Linked DNA regions of Zea mays: region 2 is linked to region 1. Evidence: chromatin contacts called from public Hi-C data. All regions are on one chromosome and are shown on one strand. Each heading gives the region's core, a stretch centred on a gene start, on an enhancer-like site or on the middle of the called end of the contact. The rest is flanking DNA. Distances are from core to core; before and after follow the strand shown.

Region 1 (3,249 bases), core at 52-2,551:
GTAAATATGAAAACGATCAGATCATAGTTAAAACGGAATACAGTACCGGACGAAACAATATTTCTCTCTCGTTTCCCCCTTATAGCATCTCCAAAAGCTCCCCAGAAGTCTCCCCTAAATCTATTTTTTTGGAAAAACACAAAAACATGTCTCCAACAGTTCCTCTAAAGCGCCCCCAACTTTTTCATAGCCCTTAAAACTCCCTCATTTGTAGCTACAAATGAGGGGTTTTTTGGGCTCCCCAGAAACAAACTGCTGCTTTAAGATGTTTGGTTGAGGAGCCAAGTAGAATGGAGTCGTTTCATCCCTGATTCTAGGAACGGAGCCGTTCTGTTCTGTGTTTGGTAATCTGGAACGGAGCGGCTCTGTTTTTTGTTTGGTTGCAGAGTGAACGGAACGGAGCGTGACTGTGAGAGCGGGATGAGAACGGAGCGGCTCCGTTCGGTTGATTTTTTGGAGCGGAATGGTTCCGGATTTGAGGAGAATATTCCATAATTGGAGTCATTCCGTTCTAGTTCCTTTATAACCAAACAGCAACAAAACTGGGATAGAATGGTTCCGTTCTACTTGGCTCTTCAACCAAACACTAACTAAGGGACCTGTTGGAGAAATGATTAAAATTTACCCTCACTTATTATTTAGATATTCCTTAAAACTAATTTTGAGAAGTCGTTTTATGGAGAGCTCTTGGAGATGCTCTTAGTTCGTAGATCTGATTGTGTGTATGTATGTAAGCATATGCGTCTGTACTACGATCCACGGTAAAAAAGTCACAAACATATAATAATAGCGTCATTCAATAAATTGATAACGTAAAGTATAAATGAACTTTTAACTCTGTTTGAGTAAACAACTCGTGCAGAGACTGCAATGAAATCTATTATTTTTTCTAAAATAATTATACAAGTTGAGGAAATGCTATTTGTTCCACTAAGCGACGATGTATTTTGTTTTTTAAAAAAATCGACGAGGTACTGCTCGGTTATTATTTTCACATGCACCGCGCGTTGTTTTTGGGCCGGCCCATTTGTATTGCGAATTTGCGGAGACGAATATGACCGAATGGAGTTTAGAAAGCCCAGCTCACTTAGGATTGTCTATTTTCTCAAGAAAAGAGAGAATGGGCCCAAAGGCCTAAACACCAAAACCCGATCCGCTTATGGGATGTCATGGACATGGAGTCTGGGACCGTCCGGCAGATGAGACGACAGCCGTCGGATCAGAAACCCTAGCCCGGGAGGCTCTCCCTATTAATACCCACCCTGCACCCCGCGGGAGGAGTCTTTCCTAGGGTTTCGTCGCTTCCAGCCGCCGCCGCGTCCGCCTCGCCAAGCGCAGCAGCCGCCGCAGCACATCGCTCTCTCGATCTCAGCCATGGCGGAGGTGGAGCAGCAACAGGACACGCCGAAGCTCTTCAACCGCTGGACCTTCGATGATGTCCAGGTACGCGAACGAGTCTTCGCATCTCTGCATGCTTCGATTCTTTAGCCTTGCCGCTACTAGCAGTGGATGGAACCGACGATGAAATCTGCAGGTGAACGACATCTCGCTGAACGACTACCTCGCTGTGAACGCGACGAAGCACGCGATGTACCTGCCGCACACCGCGGGACGTTACTCCAAGAAGCGGTTCCGCAAGGCGCAGTGCCCGATCGTCGAGCGCCTCACAAACTCGCTCATGATGCACGGGCGCAACAACGGCAAGAAGGTCATGGCTGTCCGCATCATCAAGCATACCCTGGAGATCATCCACCTGCTCACCGATGCCAACCCCATCCAGGTCGTCGTCGACGCGATCATCAACAGGTACAGTCTTAATCTCGGCTAATAACCGTTAAACCTACTCGTTACTATATGTTGATTCCATTCAGTATGCTGGATCCCCCCCTGAACCGTGTGTGTATTTCTGTGTAATTGAACTTATTCCTATGAAATTCATCTATAATTTCTGTGTTCCAAAGGGTATTTTTCTTTGATAGCCTTATATATTAGTTCCATTCCGGTTGCTGCTACTCTTTTATATCTGATAGCATGGTCCTGTATAAATGCCTAGTTGCTGAAATTCAAATTGAATGCTATGACAAAGTTTCCCATCATATCAGAGTGTGCTGTTGTGCATCCTGGTATGTCTTTAAGCTGTGACATGCTAGTTTAACCACTAGTTTAACCATATGGCGATGCACTGCACTGTTTCAAGTTCCATATAAAATGTGGATATGTAGTCTGGTGTATTATCTCAGAGTGCTTTTGTGCCCATCTGTTTTCATGGCTCATGTTAGTTCCCTTCAATTGTCATTCTTTATGCCAAGAATGCTCTTTGTAGCCATTTACATATTTGAGCTGCCAAATTATCATGCACCATGCACCACAAAAGTCATGTGCTTTTGATATGGGAAACTATAGCTCAATATATAGCTTACATGTTGGGTCGTGAGATGTGAAACTGTTGTGATGTGCTGCTATTGTCTTGCAGTGGACCCCGTGAGGATGCCACCCGTATTGGTTCCGCTGGTGTTGTGAGGAGGCAGGCCGTGGATATCTCACCCCTGAGGAGGGTGAACCAGGCCATCTACCTCCTCACCACTGGTGCCAGGGAGAGTGCTTTCCGGAACATCAAAACCATTGCCGAGTGCCTTGCAGATGAGCTGATCAACGCTGCCAAGGGCTCATCCAACAGGTACATATGTTGCCTGTTTGCTTCTTGTCTATCTGTGATTCCGCACGATGTGAAATTGTTCTCATTCGTGCCAATTCTTGTTACAGTTACGCCATCAAGAAGAAGGACGAGATTGAGCGTGTTGCCAAGGCCAACCGTTGAACTGAGCTTGTATCCTGGTGCACTCTGCGCTGGAAACTTTTATGTCGCTGGCAGTCGTATCGGTTCTTGTTTTACCAATGTTTAGAGTTTTTTGAGACCTATATGCGGTTTTGGTTTTCAGTGCACAATTAAAATTACTGAGTAATGTAGTTGATTGGGAACAGAAATGTTTGGTGCCTGGTTTACCGAACTCCAGTTCTCTTGTCATTTTTCTTTATTCTATAGTCTGTATTATGTATGCGTATGAGTATTGAGATGATTCTGCATTTGAATTGTCTGCTTTGTTGCTGTCGCTGTATGCGTACCAATGGTAACAGGGTAGTTGTGGGAAGTAGACACGGCCGGTTCTATGTTTTCGTGCTTCCGCGGTTCAGGCTGGTTAAGCCTATGGAGCGTACGCACGCTCCTCCCGTCTCTCCGTGTCCTGCATG
Region 2 (3,148 bases), core at 51-2,550, 250 kb after region 1:
AATAGAGTATCCATACCAACAAGGCGAATCTTCTTTTTCGGAAGCCTATCTCGAAAGAACCTCCAAGTTAAGCGTGCTTGGCTTGGAGCAATTTTGGATGGGTGACCGACCGAGAAGTTTTTCTCGAGTGCGTATGAGTGAGGACAAAGTGTGCACAAAAGACCCGTGTTGGTCTGTGGGGGACAATATATGATCCTAAAGAGCTGCTAGGAGTAAGTATCGTCGGTCCAGGAATTGGACGGGGTGTTAGAACTAATGTCTCCACACTCCTCCCAACTAGAGCTGGACATTTGGGTTACTCGAAATATTCGGGTCGGGTAATTCAGATAAATAAAATTTCAGGCATTAAAAACCGCTACCCGATTTGTGTCCGAAAAATATTACCTGATAATTTGTGTTCACATTTTATTCGATATATCTAAAATTGACAAAACCAACCATTTTAAAAAGAATTCTAATAGCATTTAAAGCAATAAACAAATGTTATTCAAATTGCATCATGTCTTTATATTAATTAACAACAAACCAATTATTAAGTTAGCATAAATCTTTATTGATTTATTTGAAATAATAGATTTATATTGCATGGAACCACTTCATGACTTTGTATTTTAGGTAATTCAGGTAGTTCGGGTACCGGGTAACATTACCAAAACTATATAAACTAAATTCAGGTTTTTACAATTGCTATCTAAAATTGTGATTGGATATTTCAGGTTCGAGTATTTCAGATCCGGATTCAGATAATTCGGGTTCAAGCTTTAGGTATCGAGTATTTTGCCACCTCTACTCCTAATGTTGCCACACTCTTGTTGGCACACATATTGGTGCACATGAAGAGAAATCCTAGCGTGTGTGTTTAGTTTATATAGACTAATTTTTAGTCTCTCTATTTTATTATATTTTAGTTTTAAATTGCTGCGAAAACTAAACTCTATTTTAGTTTATGTATTTATAATCTTGAGACTAAAATAGAGGAATTAAAAATTAGTCACTATAAATCAAACAACCCAACGTGTATCATACGGAAAAGCACAATTTTCACGCGACAAGGTTTGAGTGGACAATATCCTATCTTTCACCCGGTCTAAGTACGATGTTGAGCGCAAATTGCACACGCTAGGATCACAAAATATCATATCTTTTACACGGTCGCCGCTAAATATCATATCTTTTTACACTGTCACCGCTGATGTGGTGGTACATTACGACGTCTGTTTCGTACTGAAAGTGGGCCCTATTACACACTTAGATATTTTTGATATATAAATTTGTTGGCGGTTGGCGCTTAAGCGCTCGGAAAGCTAATTGCACACCCAACCGAGAAACCAAGCCAGCGAGCGCAAGCAATAAACAACACATGCCCCACCTCGCCGCCGCCGCGGCAGTCCCCGCGGCGCGTCCCACGGAAGCGGGCCGCGTCGCGTTCCGGCGCCATTGGAGCACGCCACTGCCGGAGCCTCCGCGCCTGCGCCTGCGCCTGCGCACGCGCGCGCGGGGCGTCCGGCGTGAGGACGGTGGCGGCGTGCGCACGGAGGAGCAGGAGCAGAGTCAGACTCAGACGGCACCGCGGACGTTCTACGAACTGCTCGGGATCTCGTCGCGGGGGAGCCCCGATGATGTCCGGGCGGCCTACAGGAGGATGGCTCTGATGTACCACCCGGACGTGTCCCCGCCGGGCGCCGCGGCCGAGAACACCCGCCGCTTCATCGAGGTGCAGGAGGCCTACGAGACGCTCTCCGACCCAAGCCGCCGCGCCAGCTACGACCGTGCGCTCGCCCGCGGCGTCTGCCGCATCGGCTTCTCCGGGCGCCGTTCCCAGTCCCACCGCGCCTACTGCCACCACCAGGTGTGGATCACTGATCTCCTCACCTGTTGCTTAGTAGGTAGTAGGTACTTGGTGTTTTTTTCATGGCGTTGGCACTTAGTTGGTTGCATTGCGTGCTAATCCGATTGGTAGAGATGTACCTTACCTGAGACTGAGAGGACTCAGCACTTCTTCAGAGCTGTACCATCTAGCTCCTTTTAGTGCTTAATCCTTCATTTGGAAAGAAATCTAGTTGTTTCAGCTATAGTCCTTGATAGGTTCGTTCAAACATATGCATCATGAGTGAACGGCAGCCTTTACAAACATTCATTACCTCACAAATCTGCATATCCATGTGGACCCACAGGAGCAGGAAGACAAATCTTGCTGGAGAAGGTCTTGGGAAGACCAGGTCGCAGAGCTGCAGAGGAGGAGCATGGCAGAGGATTCGGAAGAGAACCTGTCGTGGGGCGCTCGTATGCGGAGAAGAAGGGCGGAGGCATCATCAGCAGCAGAGTAGCTATTCCGTGACAGTAACCGTTCCAATGCAGTTATTTTATACTCGTACCGTACGTAACATCTGAACCGAAACGCAATGAGATCCTCTGCAGTAACCACGTATGAGTCACTGACATGTGGGGCCGATCTAAATTTGGACCCCACATGTCGGTGATGGGAAGTCCTCCAATGTAAATAGTAGAAACATCAATAACGAAGAAGCAAGCTAAGCTGTTCTTCCAGTATTCAGAATGTTTCCTGTATTTGTTCAGTTGTTTTCCTTTCAGAAGCGGCGATTTCAGACGTGTTAAGCCCACCGGGCTCCCGGCCCGCTACGATTTTAAGCCCACCGTAACCGAAGCACCTCACTAGGAAGCATCTATCTACAAGACTACAAATGACCTGTACACAAGTAGACCCCTTCCTTTTTTTTGTTTTCTAACTCTTGGGGTTGAGAATTGAGATTAAAAGTTAACAATCTATTTGACATCTTCCTAGTTCCTTTTAGCTTAGCTTTCTTTATGACAGGTTCCTTCTCCCGAACTCGGAAGCAAGTGAATTTTCTACACGAGTTCTTGCTAGTCTTGCTAGTGGGCTATCGTTTATATAAGAAGCTAGTACACTCCTCGCCGCATTGTGACAACACATAAATATTGGATAAAATATTAGCACACAACGATTACATAAAAACGAGCAATACATATATTATCAACGACCTTAATATCTTACAAATTATTTGTCAAGCGCCTCCTCCTCCTCCTTAGGGTTTTTCAGACAAGACCGCCTTCTATGGTGGTGCGGAAGACTCTGGCTGAGGGAGGCGGGGGTGGAAAAGGAGATGGG

Evidence for each region. Hi-C and Micro-C count contacts between places; a contact is called where the count stands out from the background.
Region 2: a contact with region 1 is called in a Hi-C map of tassel, with 2.4 times the contacts expected there. The contact joins the promoter of LOC100285306 here to the promoter of LOC100193556 in region 1. A contact is called at or near these places in 3 of 25 Hi-C or Micro-C datasets (ear, leaf and tassel).

Annotation. Positions count from the first base shown.
Region 1 is chr8:7,004,148-7,007,396 of Zm-B73-REFERENCE-NAM-5.0, forward strand. It overlaps LOC100193556 (40S ribosomal protein S5-like), which reads left to right and starts at 1,302. Exons shown (of 4, transcript NM_001367033.1): 1 at 1,302-1,443; 2 at 1,535-1,806; 3 at 2,474-2,677; 4 at 2,764-3,106. The coding sequence starts at 1,375. The coding sequence ends at 2,818.
Region 2 is chr8:7,249,821-7,252,968 of Zm-B73-REFERENCE-NAM-5.0, forward strand. It overlaps LOC100285306 (chaperone protein dnaJ 20), which reads left to right and starts at 1,301. Exons shown (of 2, transcript NM_001158199.2): 1 at 1,301-1,849; 2 at 2,175-2,552. The coding sequence starts at 1,361. The coding sequence ends at 2,327.